Regions from separate parts of the Mus musculus genome. Here region 1 is linked to region 2. Evidence: chromatin contacts called from public promoter capture Hi-C data. All regions are on one chromosome and are shown on one strand. Each heading gives the region's core, a stretch centred on a gene start, on an enhancer-like site or on the middle of the called end of the contact. The rest is flanking DNA. Distances are from core to core; before and after follow the strand shown. Region 1 holds the start of Bcap29 (B cell receptor associated protein 29). Region 2 holds the start of Tmem18 (transmembrane protein 18).

Region 1 (2,700 bases), core at 35-2,534, 1.1 Mb after region 2:
GGTTGGTGGGAAGAACTTGGTACATCCCTTCCTACAGTATGAGTTACTGCTTCTTGTGAGGGAAGGAAAGGGCATGGTGTGGAGACCAGGACAGAGAAGAGCTGCAAACCAAGCAGATGAGGAGTTTCAAGTTTTTGAAAGACTGCGTGGACCCTGAGCCAGTCCATTTTATTGTCCCAAGTAAACAGTTTTGCACCCATCCTTTTATTTCTCTGCTCAAATGCAGGGCAGTTTAGGGGAAGGGGAGGGAGAGAGGAAGAGGGGGAAGAGGAAGGAGAGAAATGAAGAGGCGGTGGGGGGTGGGGGAAGAGGATGAAGGGGGAGGAAGGAGAGAGGAGAGAGAGAATATAGATATATAGACAGGAAAGATGTCCAAGGCATAACCATGGCTTTATTATACCTGTAATCAAGACACCCACCCCCCAAAAAAACCTAGGTTCTTTTAAAAAGGAGGTGAAAATCTATTTGTACACAGAATCAAGCTTTATATAAAGTAGAATTTTAATAGTTACCAGATTGCAAATTTGAGTTTCATTTTTAAAGACTACCTTTTATATAATTGGCTCCCATCTTTTATTTAATTATCCATTTGTTGTATGTATGCATGTGTATTCATCATGTGTTTATGTGCGTGCATGGGTGTTTCTGGGCGTCCCAGGGTGGAAGTGTGGCGGTCAGAAGACAACTTTGTGGAGTCGGTTCCCCTTCCACCAGGTGGTTTCTGGGTATCGAACTGAAATTCTCTCCCTTGGCTGCAAGGGCCCTTTACCTACTGAGCCACCCCGCCGGCCCTCCCAAAACTTTCTAACCTTACAAAGAGCATCGCACGCCGTAGCCTGAAGAAGCTAATCAAACATTTGGTACTGTTAAGGATCTGACGGTTTCCTACCTCTGTGGAGGAATAAAGGGCAGACAGAAGAGTAAAATGAGTCCTATTTCAGCATAAAGAAAGCTGGCAACCGCCGCCCATTGGATTGTCATCGTTTTGTTTTGTTTTTTCTTCACACCTATACAGAGAAAGATTTCAATTTTAGAGAAACATGGGTGAACGGCCAGACACGCGGCGTGGGGCCTGCCGGGAGTTCGCCTAACTCCGGGTGACGAGGCAGTGCGCCGGACGGCCCCGCAGGTTCTTCCCCGGTCCCGAGGTGGCTCGGGCCGCAGAACGCCGCGGCCCGAGCCGCCGGACGCGAGGTCAGCAGCGGGGCCGCCCGCCGCCCGTCAGGCTTACCCGCCGCCGATCGCTCCGCGTGCCCCGCCGCCCGCCTGCGCGCGCACGTCCCACGCCGCCGGGAGCGCGCCGGGCCCGGCTGAGGTCACACTGGCGCGACCGCGCCTCCCGCGGCCCTTGTTTCCTGGTGCGCGGCGTGAGGCGGCCGAGGCTCCTCCACGTGGGCTCGGTATCCCCGGAGGGCTGATCCCCGATGCGGCTGATGCCGGATGACGGGAGCCAGGGCCCGGGTCTATGGTGGGACCCAGCCAGGTGCCCTAGGGTGGTAACCTGCCTCCCTGCCCGGAGCTAAACTGAATTTAAGTCATGGCCCAGGCCTGGGGGGTCTGTGGAGCGTTTTGTGTTTTGCATGCTGTTTTCCTGGTCCTACCGTGCCCATAGGCAAGACCAGGCAACTTGTGGGAACTGCTGGGTCTACTCCTTTACCTAACCATATTCCCTTAGGTAACTAGATAGGCCCCAGAAACCTTTGAGGGTGGATGCTCTCATGCTTGGTTAACTTTGCATTCCACCTCTGGTTTCCCTGGTAACACTAGAAAGAAAAACCTAACTACTGCCTCTCCTTAGGCTTTCTGGTCAATTCCTGTAATATCCCTGCTCCAAGTAGAGACTTGGCATCCCGATAACATTACATACTACATTACATACTGTCTCCATTAAGCTGGCCAGGAGTTCACTATCCAGGAAAAAGGATTCACTTGGAGATGTGTTAAAGAGGTGGGAGGGATAATTATTCCATTAATACGACGCAGCACTTACACATCCCAAGATGGCACTCCTTGAAGGAGCTTCCTTCTGCCCTGTGGCAGTAGTAAGCTTGCTTGGTTTTCTGGGTTCTAATTCAGAAAAGCCTAACACCTGCCTCTGTTTTTCTTTAGTGGATGGCCAAAAGCCTAAGCAAGCTTTCTGCTGATAATGGGCTTTCTCATTTCTGAATACCTGCCCCCTCCCGGAAGTACTGGTAGACCTTCATTTCTGAACAAGGCAGTGTTATTGGACCCTTTATGCCTAAAGATGTAACTTTTGTCTTTTTCCTCCTCTTCTCCATCCCCTTGGCTACCTTTTTTTTTTGTTTTGTTTTGTTTGTTTTTAATTCCAAATTAATAGTATTGCCCTTTAAAAAAAGCTTTGGCATTCTTTTATTAACAAAACTAGGAATCTAAAAGGGAACTCCAAATACTTCCAGGTTTTCAACATATGTGAATATTTGCAAATCTCAGAATGTAACTTCAAAAGGTTAAAAATCCCCTGTAAGGCTGTTGTGCAGTTGCTCAGATGCTTAATTTAATCATGACTTTTGAGCAGCCCATGTTCATTTGGGTTTGTAGTGTCCTTCTGCTAAGTGTCTATTAGAAATGTCTATGCGCCGGGAATGGTGGCGCATGCCTTTAATCCCAGCACTTGGGAGGCAGAGGCAGGCAAATTTCTGAGTTCGAGGCCAGCCTGGTCTACAGAGTGAGTTCCAGGAC
Region 2 (2,700 bases), core at 178-2,677:
AGGTTACTAGGGCCATGTTTATCCCATAGATCCATAGAAACACCACTATCTTTGTCTATTCTAGATCAATGAGTTAGGATGTGAATGGCCAAGGGGAAGAATACTGTGCCCATCCTACATCTGCAAGTACTGACTGTATATTCATTGCTGGCCTTGGGGGCAGATACCATATGCACCAGTCTACTGGATAGGGCTGCTTCACTATGTCCTATTGATGGAATGTCTATCTCGGTTTCGTGGGACAGGAATCCTGTGGTACAGACACCATTGGCAGCCCATTTCTCTGGGTAAGGGCTGTGTGGATTATAGGATTCAGCTGCTATCTATCCAGCATGGTGAGACCTGACACTATATTCATCCTGGGACTTTTTATTTCATTTTATTTACATCCCAAACGCTACCCCCTTCAGGTCACCCCTCACAGAGACCCTTTCCCACCTTCCCTATCTCCTCTGAGAGGGTGAGCCCCCACTGGGTATTCCCCCAACCCTGGTGCATCAAGTCTCTGCCAGATTAGTCACATCCTCTCCCACTGAGGCCTGTTGGGCTATGGATACCACAGTCAGGCTACAGCTTTAGGAGAGCCTCTGCCCCAGTTGTGTGTGTGTGTGTGTGTGTGTGTGTGTGTGTGTGTGTGTGTGTGTGTGTGCACATGGAGACTGAGCTGCGCCTTTGCTGTTTATGTTTCAGGGGCCTTGGTCCATCCCATGTGTGTTCTTTGGTTGGCAGCTCAGTTTCTGAGAGTTCCCAGAGGTCCAGGTTAGTTACTCTTTTGGCCCTCATGTGGGGTTCCCAGCCCCTTAAAGACCTTCAATCCTTCCCCCAACTCTTCCATAAAAGTCTCCGACCTCAGTCCAGTGTTTGGCTGTGGGTCTCTGCATCTGTCTCAGTCAGCTGCTGGCTGGAGCCTCTCAGAGGACAGCTATGCTAGACTCCTGTCCCCAAGCATAGCAGGGTATCATTAATAGTGTCAGGGATTGGTGCTTGCCCATAGGATGGGTCTCAAGTTGGGCTGGTTATTGGTTGGCCATTCCTCCAGTCTCTGCTTCATCTTTGTGCCTGCATTTCTTTTAGGCAAGACAAATTTGAGGTGAAAAGTTTTGTGGGTGGGTTGGTGTCCTTATCCCACTGGGGTAGAAGTGGGATTCCTGCCGGCTGCCTGGCGGGCTACTGGAGCAAGGATGCCATCGGACCCTGGCAAACTCTCCCCAGCCGCCGGCTGCATCTGTGGAACCCACGAACCCTCCGCTTTCTGGGCAGTCTGGAAGAAACAGAACTAGGTGAGCACGTTGACACTTCTTACAGAAATGCACTACTGCAATAACGAAAGTTGGACGCTCTTTTAAAAAAAAAAAAAAAAAAAAAGTCAGAACTCTCGCGAGAAGAGCCAAGCGCCAGGTTCGTACCCGTAGATCTCGCGAGAAGTCTAAGCGCCTTTCCCGGCTGTCGGAAGCTGCGGACTCGTCCCGGCTGTTGGGATCCCTGGCGCGATGTCGTCCGCATACTCAGTCCGATCCTTCCCAGTCAGCATCCCTGCGGTGATCATGGTAACTCGCAGGCTCTAAGTGGCGCCGGCGTTTGGTGGGGTTTGCTAGTTCTTGCGAGAACTGCGCAGGGGCGGGCGGGCTGCCTGAAGCCGCTCCCTGCTCCGCTGGATGGGGCAGCTCCCGGGTGCGCACCGGCCGTCCTCTGAGTCCCCAACACCAGTGTTCACCCCGGTGGCGTCTTAGCGCCATACATTGACTTCCCTGCCAGTGTCTGGAGAGACTCTCAAGTGCGCTGTCTTTCCGATGTGGCACAGAAGAGATGAGCGTTACCCAGTAACTGGACTTCAAGCTGTCCCCAAGAGCTTTAGGGCTCCAGATAGAGGAGCTGGTCTTGCCTTGCGGAGCCGTGCCCTTGGAAAATGGCATGGGAAGCTCTAAGAAGTCGGGACTAGGAACTTAATATTAGTTGGAGACAGAATCAGAAAGATTGGAGCCTTGGGGACTGTACTTAAGACCCCAAAGCACACTAGCCGGCTGCATGGTGCAGAAGTGTCAGGGACAGTCAGCTCTGCAGGTTAGGATGGCTCTCATTTCCAGACCTCCATGCACAGAGGAGCTTGGTGTACGCAGCTTCACACATTCCAAGTTAACATGACTTTACTTAGCTCGTTAGTTTAGTTGATAATAACCCTCTAGATTTCACCCAGTCCAAAGAGGCAAGTGGACAGTAGTTTCCATCCTGTGTGCTCAGACTTTAAAATCTTTATATAAAAATCTGTGACTGTGTTTGCAATTGAGGCATCGCTGTTTCCTCTCGCTTGCTCCTGCTTGTCTGAGAGTTCTGGTTGTATACAAACACCAATGGAAGACCCCCAAACTCAATGGAAGGGACCAGTAGCTCCCACTCCCCACAGGAAAGCAGTTTCGTTTCGCTGCCCTCCAGGTTTCTAACGCTATCTCCTCACAGGAGACAGACTGGACAGAGCCGTGGCTCCTAGGACTCCTTGCCTTCCACCTGCTGTGCCTCCTTCTCACTTGCTTCTCCTCACAGAGGTATAAGCTACAGATCGGGCACTTCCTGTGTCTGGGTGAGTAGGAGAACCTTGAATCCCTCTGCTCACTCTCATTGCTGCGATACTGCCCCTGGGTTTGTTTGCGTTGTGTTTTCACAGCGTTTCCCAAGCCTTCATTTCTATATGGAGATCATGAAGTA

The links. Promoter capture Hi-C pulls out the DNA fragments that hold promoters and counts their contacts.
Region 1: a promoter capture Hi-C map of liver shows a contact between it and region 2, with 2.7 times the contacts expected there. The contact joins the promoter of Bcap29 here to the promoter of Tmem18 in region 2.

Annotation. Positions count from the first base shown.
Region 1 is chr12:31,633,374-31,636,073 of GRCm38.p6, forward strand. Bcap29 (B cell receptor associated protein 29) reads right to left here and starts at 1,285. Exons shown (of 8, transcript NM_001164090.1): 1 at 1,232-1,285; 2 at 890-1,007. The coding sequence starts at 981.
Region 2 is chr12:30,583,016-30,585,715 of GRCm38.p6, forward strand. Tmem18 (transmembrane protein 18) reads left to right here and starts at 1,428. Exons shown (of 5, transcript NM_172049.2): 1 at 1,428-1,547; 2 at 2,455-2,575. The coding sequence starts at 1,491.